Regions from separate parts of the Danio rerio genome. Here region 2 is linked to region 1. The links are chromatin contacts, called in public HiChIP or PLAC-seq maps. All regions are on one chromosome and are shown on one strand. Each heading gives the region's core, a stretch centred on a gene start, on an enhancer-like site or on the middle of the called end of the contact. The rest is flanking DNA. Distances are from core to core; before and after follow the strand shown. Region 1 holds the start of peli1b (pellino E3 ubiquitin protein ligase 1b). Region 2 holds the start of zmpste24 (zinc metallopeptidase, STE24 homolog).

Region 1 (4,563 bases), core at 1,897-4,396:
TGCTGTGGCGTTGTCAGAATGCTCAATTGGTACTAATGGGCCTAAAGTGTGCCAAGAAAATACCCCCACACCATTACACCACCACCAGCAGCCTGAACTGTTTATACAAGGCAGGATGGATTCATGCTTTCATGTTGTTGACGCCAAATTCTGACCGTACCATCCAAATGTCGCAGCAGAAATCGAGACTCATCAGACCAGGCCCAAATTTGGTGAGCCTTTGTGAATTGTAGCCTCAGTTTCCTGTTCTAAGAACCATGCCACATTCAAAGTCACTTAAATCACCTTTCTTCCCTATTCTGAGGGTCAGTTTGAACTGCAGCAGATCGTCTTGACCATGTCTACATGCCTAAATGCACTGAGTTGCTGCCATGTGATTGGCTGATTAGAATTTTGCATTAATGAGCAGTTGGACAGGTGTTTGTAATAAAATGGCTGTTGTGTGTAGGTGGACTGGATAAACTTTAATTGGCCGTGGTGTATGTGTGTAAATGAGAGAGTGAATGGGTGTTTCCACATAAAAACATATTCCAGCGTAATTGCCGGTCCATTCTGCTATAGCAGCACCTAATGAATCAGAGACTAATCTGAAGAAAACTGAGAGTGAATTAAAAATGTAAAATAAAAAGTAGGTGGCACAGTGGAGGTCGCTGGTTCGAGCCTTGGCTGGGTCAATTGCCGTTTCTGTGTAGAGTTTGCATTTTTTTTCTGTGAAACCGGCGGTTTCCCCCACAGTTCAAAGACATGCGCTAAAGGTGAATTGGGTAGGCTAAATTGTCTGTACGTATGTGTTTGAATGAATGTGTATAGATGTTTCCTAGTGATGGGTTGCAGCTGGAAGAGCATCCGCTAAGTAAAACAAATGATAAGTTGGCAGTTCATTCCGCGGTGGTGACCCCGGGTTAATAAAGGGACTAAGCTGAAAAAAAAAATAATTAAATAAAAAGTACTGGGGATCCCATGATGCAGTTCAAAAGCATAATAAGGGAAAACATGAATTACAAAATATGAAAAACTATAAAATTATGTATATTTCTAGTGAACACTTGCTTACAGATGTATGGTGCACCGTAGAAGAAGTCAATGAATAAAATTAAGGATTAGATAGTCTGACAGTATTTTATTAAAATCTGTATCACCAAAAGGTTTTTGATACATTTCATGTACAGAGGAAACTTCACTCAGAATCTGGAAGATTATATGTTGTATATTCTTTTCGGTTTAAACGCATAACTAATTAGATACTTTTCATGTTAATATGAAATGGTGTCTGTGTTGAATCTTTAAATAATGAAAACTACATGTCTCTGGATGCATCTATCCTCTTGAAAAGATTTGAGATGAGATTTATTTTGTCTACATGGTCTTTTCTAATCATTGCTTTTGAAAAGATAATAAAATAGACTGGACCTGATATTTATTTTAACCATTCATCCATGACCCTTAAAAATACTATTCCAGAACATTCTGACTGTTCACTAAACATTGACTAACACTTTTTGTTGTTAAAGGTGACATACAGCTTCTTGATTACTGAGTCATGTATCATTTTCCTTTCCAGACATGCCAAAAAACGTAGTGTCGAAAAACAGGAAACCACACAATGCCTTTAATGACTAGTTAATCAGGGCAAACAAGACTCAGTTCAGATTTCTGAACAAAACAAGTCTAATTCTTGTACATTTCCATCTTTATTTTAGTTTTTATTTATTTTTATTTTATTTTTTATTTGTGCAATTAAATGTAAGGTTTCACAGGGATCAATCAAATTTAATGAATTGTATTGATTTAGCTTTTTAATGCTTGTTTTGTCTTATTTTAAACCATTTTACACTCCATGAAAGGTCTACACCAAACCTTTGCATATAAAGGGCCAAAAACCAAACTTGATTGAGGGATGTGGGCCAAGTATAAACAAAACCGAATATCACACCATATTACATTAAATTTGCTATGCAATTTCTTAATTTTTTTACCAAATATTTAAAAATTACTAGAAAATGTTGCTTTAAATTATATTAGCTAATGCAGTATATATATTTTTTACATTTCATAATGAACAGATTACAGTAAAAAAGTAAACAATCCCATTGATCCTACACGGGAAGAACCTAAACATATATGTTTAAATATAGGTTTTGATATAGGTTTTTAATATATGTAACATATATAAAATTGGCCATTTTCCTTTATTATTTGTACATATATGTACAAATAATGTGTGAAAACGGTCATAGTCTTACTTATTTGCCATAGTTAAATTCCATAACATGCCAATTACATGTGATACCAATTTCAAGTGTTCGCATATACAACTCTTTTGCATTTTCTTTTAATAGAAAATATGAGCTAGGCATCATGTATGACTAAGTGAAATATGAGCTAAATAGGAGACATATCTTATTTGTACATATAGGGCTTACATGTGGATATAAAGAAGCAATACAGGAGACCTGTATGGCCTGTATGTGCACATACAGTATATGCACCTTAATTTTGCCTATGTGGCATATATACATATATATGCAGCGTATATATTATCATATATGTGCACATATACTGCATATAGGTTTTATATATGCGCATATATCTTCATATAGGTTCTTTCCATGTGGTATAACACAATGGAGTTCAATGCAAAACACTAGTCGACCTGCTCCTGCCTTTGCCTTGATTTGCTTGCTAATATTTTGTGCATTGCTTTTTGTCAAGTGACAGCTTTTACATTTTAAAAGTCTGATTCATTTACAACATTTTATTGAAACATTAAATTTCAGTTGGATTTTTTGAAGCTCAGCAATAAAACTAAGAAACAAGGGTTACGTTAAAATTGAAATAACGATCTCTTTTCTCTCTTTTCAAATGGGATGGTGGGCCATGTCAAAGGTTACCATGTGGCAACTTTGGCCAGGGGGCCCTGCATCTCTGGTTTACAGCAACTGATTAGATTCTTCTTGTGCATATTTTGATGATGACATGTGATGATACATACATTTATATCTTGAAAAAAGAGCTCAAATCAGTTATTGTCTTCTATGGGCGTGCATTCAGCTTAAATATGAGATCTACTGTACTGACCCAGTGACACGCCTTTGATGGGACAGGCTCTTTGCTCAGAACTACATTACCCACAACACCCAACTCACCGATCTGTGACGCGGCAGGTTTTTCTCCCCTCATCTAGTCTGGAGGCACTATAACACAAAACACCACCGTCTGTTTACAGTCTCTCTAGAAGCAGCGGCGGACAGCACCGTTTTATAGCCTTTTTATAAAAATATCAATCCTCTGCTCTTCTTCCGAGCTCGACACTGTGCGGGATCACAGTTAACGTTACATACAACGGCAGGGAGAATATTTTTATTTGAACATTGACAGAGAACTCAAAACACCTGCTTTTGTTAGCAAGTTAACGTTAGCTTCTCTTGTCTTCACAGAAACCCTCTTTATCCTGTCTTTCCGTTATATTCTGTCTTGTTTTTTTATTTTGTTTAGTAATTTGTTTAGCCAGATAGCAGTTGTAGCTTAACCTGTGCTAACGGAGCAGCTCTTTGTTCGTGCCTCAGAAAAACACACCAACACCGCCGTGAGTACCTCAATTTACCTAGAAAATGAGCAATATGCTTTTGTTTTGTAGAACAATGGTTGTTTTCTATGTGAATCTGAGTTGTTTTCCTGCAGTGTTATTGTTATGATGTGTTTGTTTGTAAATATTCTAGTCATCATGTTTAGGCTAGTTTCATCTTTATGAGTGAACATTAAAATATGTTTCAGCATTCTGTATATTCATTTACTATTCATGTATTGTGTCTGTTTATTGTTTTATTTTCTTAAATATACAGCCATTGGATATTTGTTATATGATATATGGTTCTACTTTTCTAAAAGCTCTGCATACTGTAAATGTCCTTAACTGACATAACTTTTACATCTAATGATATGATAAAGAATTGTCGTTTTGTTAGTTGACACTTCTCGAAGTTGTTTTGTCAGATACATGCAAAAATGTGATTGCTTTGACTCTATTGATCCAACTTTTCAATTGTTCCTGCTTAGTCGACATGTTCAAGAATAACGTATTCTAGTCTGTATTGTTTGTCAAGTCCAGTAAATGACACGAAGCCTTCCTTTTTCATTTAGAGTTAGACAATGGGGAATTATGCTAATTGAGAAAGCAGTGCACTCCATATATTTTACGAGCACAATTTGCATTGGCTTTTGTGGGCTCGTTACAGACGTGTCATTGTTCTTTGCTGATGTATTTAAACGTTCAGAGTCATTTGCATAGGCAGACCGAGCATCTGGTCCGACCCAATGTGGCCTTTGTCCCTTTGCCTTGCTGACGTCATGATGTCAATCACCCCCCCTTTTTTTGGTACCAGCCGGTGCTGCTACATCTGAATTATTTATTACATCAACAGATGAATTAACATGCTTTCATACAAAACTTACTGTCACTCCATTGTTTCTTCTATCACATTAATGATATTCCTGAAATTGGAAACTTTTATGTTTAAAAGTATACCATTTGGATTGGAATATTATGTCAGGTATATGGAAACG
Region 2 (4,311 bases), core at 385-2,884, 140 kb before region 1:
ACAAAAAAGTTGCTGGTTAGATAATAATAAAAATAATAATAATAAACAGAGATCAGGATAAGAACATAAACAATAATTTAAAAAGTTGTTCTTAATGAACAAGACCTATTCTTGTTCAAGGACACTTTTGAAATACTTTCTTGATCCACTTCAAATGTTGACTTCTGTACTGTAAGAGACCAAGCCTACCTCGTACTCTGGACCAAAACCAAAGTGAGCTGTCAGATGCCCAGATAATTTCCAAAGGAATGGGATTCCACCAAGGAGCAGTATTAGCTACACAATACAGTGTGAGAGAGAGAGAGAGAGAGAGAGAGAGAGAGAGAGATTAAACATGCTCAGTAGATAAGAGACAGAAGCAAGTGGTTTAAAAAAATAAAATAAAAAAACTAAGGAACCACAATATTTTCCCTCCAGAGGATTAATGTGAAATTTGCATTTGAACGCTACAGATATCAAGTTTTCAGAAGACACGAAAAAGTCTCTGGATCATACTTGATAAAACTACGACACATTTAATGACACTGAGTATTCATTAAATAAGGGTATTTTGAACATGAATTTCTGTGGGGGTAGCGTGGTGAGGCAGTGGGTAGCCCTGTCGCCTCACAGCAAGAAGGTCGCTGGTTTGAGCCTCGGCTGGGTCAGTTGGCGTTTTTGTGTGGAGTTTGCATATTCTCCCTGTGTTGGTGTGAGTTTCCTCCGAGTGCTCCGGTTTCCCCCACAGGTCCAAAGACATGAACTATAGGTGAATTGAATAAGCTAAAATTGGCCATAGTGTATGTCTGTGAATGAGTGTGTATGGGTGTTTCCCAGTGGCGGGTTGCAGCTGGGAGGATATCTGCTGTGTAAAACATATACTGGATAAGTTGGCGGTTCCGTCTGCTGTGGTGACCCCTGATAAATAAATGGACTAAGCCGAAAAAAGAATGAATAAATACATTTCTGTGGAGGAGGGTTCATGCTCACCGTGCCTTCAAACTCAGAGTATAATCCAGACCAGAAGCCAAAGTTACTCTTGTCCAGCTGATAGAGGCGAGACTTTTCAAAGGTCTCTGAATCCATAATCTTGCCCAGCTCAGTGGGCACATGAACTGTAGCCCTGTAGATCTTTCTCTGTCAACAAATAAACAAGTCTAGATAAGTTTTTACACACAGTTTAGGTTTAGCTCAGCATTTTAGTGCATCAAAGTTCAATTTCACAGACTATACACTGACGGGAATTTGAATACAAAAATACAAATAAGCGAATCAGAAGTGAAAAACATTTGTTGACTTTCCACAATCACAACCTAGAACAAAACAAGCACAAGCTAACCTGTCTATAGGCGAGGTAGGCCTCCCAAACATACACCGTCCATGAGAAAAACAGGACAGCGTAAAATATCTTGTCTTCAACTGATAATGCAAGAATTTCCCGGAGCATTGTGACGTCTCGACAGTTATTTGTTGCTACTGTTAACTATCCCGGCGGTGTGCAGTATTACAGCAGATCCTGATCATTCAAGACAGACAATAATCTTCCTACCTACCCACAGCTAACAACACGATGTTTGTAACTTAGGAAACCGTGTCAATATACTGAAACACTACATGTAGAGATGCAAAAATAATGTAAACTCATTGCTCGATCACTTCCTTTACCCATTCATGTGAAATGTGTGTAACCCCAAACTGTGTTCGACCAAACACAACACGCGGATGAAACTGGTCCCTATGGTAGTTCTACATATTTTTTTATATTTTTATAATTTATGAAATGATTTTGTAGTTTGATAAACCGGTTTGATTTATAGAAACAACTACAGATATGCAATATATTCGTTTAAATATGACACTACAATTAATTAAATGTCAAACGCTAAACGAAACGAATAAAGCCAACTAAGAGATTAAAACTTAAATTCATAAGACATCTTATAATACGTGTATTTCTGGGTGTGCTTGTTCAAATTTAAATACAAAACTAAAAATTGTTAAGACTCCTGGTTGACAACAAACCGTTTCTTGGTAGCAACGAGTTGTTAGAAGCCGTGATTACTATCTAGGGAGGGAATGACAATAGTCTTGTCTCCGTAGAAACTACAAAACATTCAGAGAAGTGGCGCAATGGACGAGGATCAATCTGAAGAGGTGATTAAGTCAGATACTTAAAAAAAAGGGAAAAAAAGAAAGTTTTATGTACACGTATTGTAATTTCTACTTCTATATATTTGTAGGCCTATATTTAAAACATTTACATGGTTCTGTATGCCATAACTATTGCGTACAGGCGTTAACTAGCTTACGTATTTATTCTCCAGACTACATTTGTTGTGGACGAGATTACCACTATTATCAAAGAGGTAAGCGCATGTCATTTCAATTTATATATATATATATATATATATATATATATATATATATATATATATATATATATATATATATATATATATATATATATATATATACACACATACATATCTATATATATATATATATATATATATATATATATATATATATATATATATATATATATATATATACACATACATATCTATATATCTATATATCTATATATATATATATATACATACATACATATCTATATATCTATATATACATACATACATACATATCTATATATATATATATATATATATATATATATATATATATATATATATATATATATATATATATTTGTGTGTGTGTGTGTGTGTGTGTGTGTGGCTAAAGTCAATCCTAAACTTTAAGGCCTAGTTTCACAAACAGGGCTTAGATTAAGCCAGGATGAAGGCTTAGTTCAATTAGGCTATTTAAGCCACATTTATAAAAATGGCCTTAGAAAAATATATCACTGGTGTGCACCTGGAGACAAAAAAAGACACTGACGTATTTTAAGACATCTGACTGCAAGTTATTTTGAGTTGAGAAAGCTCAAACAAGCAATTTAATCTTGACTAGCCTTAAACCTTGTTTGTGAAACCGGGGTAAATGTAATAACTTTTGTTGCACGTGTAAGTGTAAATGTTACGTTTCAAAAATCCCTAATATTGTGACATCTTTTGATGACAGACTGTTGAAACCACCATTGGAAACAATTCATACCAGCACGAAAAAATTAATCAGTGGATGTCAAGCATTGCAGAATTAAGCTTGAGTCAGCTAACTAAATTAGGAAAACCTTTCAAGTACATAGGTATGGTAACCATATTTAGATAAGTTATTATGTAAAGGACCTGAACCAAATCCATGGTTTTCTGTTTGTTCAAACAGTGACATGCATCATATTGCAAAAAAATGGGGCAGGTTTACACACTGCCAGCTCGTGTTTCTGGGACAACACTACAGATGGTAAGGCTATTTGTATAATTGATCAGAATTTTAGACGCCAACATTTCCAATAACAATTGTAATCCAAGCATGAAAATAATTTATTGAAATGGTCTTTTTTTCTTTTTCTTTTTGTTGTTTTTTTTGCACAGGGAGCTGCACAGTACGATGGGAGAATAAAACCATTTACTGCATAGTTAGTGTTTTTGGGCTTGCCATTTGAGGATGAAGGTCTAAGGATTCCAAACATATTTTATGCAATGCTGTACTTGTTAGATCTGTTTCACAAATAAATTTGATTTGCAATTCTAACTCTATACATTTCTTTTATCAGTGTATATAAACCACCCCAGATTGTGAAATCAATTAAAATTACTTTTGTTACAGAAGTGTAAATGTGTATTGTGTATGCAATAAGTAACAGAACATGCATTTTTGAAATTATTTGTTGTTCATTTTTTTATTTGACCTTATTTACAGATATAAACATTCACAACTTAACAATCAAGGTACCTAACCTTGGCAGCAAAGAACCAAAATTGTATCAATGATATAAAAAAATACTATGAAAGTCTCTCAAATAAAAAAAGTGGGCAAGAGTTAACCGTCTTGGTGCCCAGCAGAGGCTTATACTTTAGTTTCAGAGGGCAAGAGATCGAAAATGGAGGCAAAGGACTTTGGCCTCTCTAGAACCACCACAGGCTTCAGGAACTGTAGCTGTTTTATAGCTTGGTCGCCACACCCCCCTAAAGCTCTCTCTAAAATCATACGGAGATTCTGAATAGAGGTACACTCTCCTTTAGAAATCAGATGCCTCAAAGGGGATGACCGAAACCTGCGGCTTCGAGAAATGGGGGCTCCACTTTCAGTGTTCTCCTTGACTGAGCAATTTCGTCTGAAACAATCTCGCCGGCGATTTGGATCAGGCTTGAGGCAAGGATTAGAAACTACTGCAGTCCATGGTTTTTCAAGTTTGATCTCCTCATCCTT

What was found. HiChIP or PLAC-seq counts read pairs in DNA pulled down with a chosen protein or histone mark.
Region 2: a contact with region 1 is called in an H3K4me3 HiChIP or PLAC-seq map of embryo, with 2.2 times the contacts expected there. The contact joins the promoter of zmpste24 here to the promoter of peli1b in region 1. A contact is called at or near these places in 2 of 4 datasets of contacts at active chromatin or transcription factors (embryo and gastrula embryo).

The regions. Positions count from the first base shown.
Region 1 is chr17:25,846,569-25,851,131 of GRCz12tu, reverse strand. It overlaps peli1b (pellino E3 ubiquitin protein ligase 1b), which reads left to right and starts at 3,146. Exons shown (of 7, transcript NM_001077601.2): 1 at 3,146-3,586.
Region 2 is chr17:25,986,351-25,990,661 of GRCz12tu, reverse strand. It overlaps zmpste24 (zinc metallopeptidase, STE24 homolog), which reads right to left and starts at 1,634. Exons shown (of 10, transcript NM_199892.1): 1 at 1,319-1,634; 2 at 970-1,116; 3 at 190-276. The coding sequence starts at 1,426. dynlt1a (dynein light chain Tctex-type 1a) reads left to right here and starts at 2,105. Exons shown (of 5, transcript NM_001423210.1): 1 at 2,105-2,133; 2 at 2,304-2,345; 3 at 3,064-3,187; 4 at 3,265-3,342; 5 at 3,474-3,633. The coding sequence starts at 2,110. The coding sequence ends at 3,544. rlf (RLF zinc finger) reads right to left here. Exons shown (of 8, transcript XM_685832.11): 8 at 3,754-4,311. The coding sequence ends at 3,949.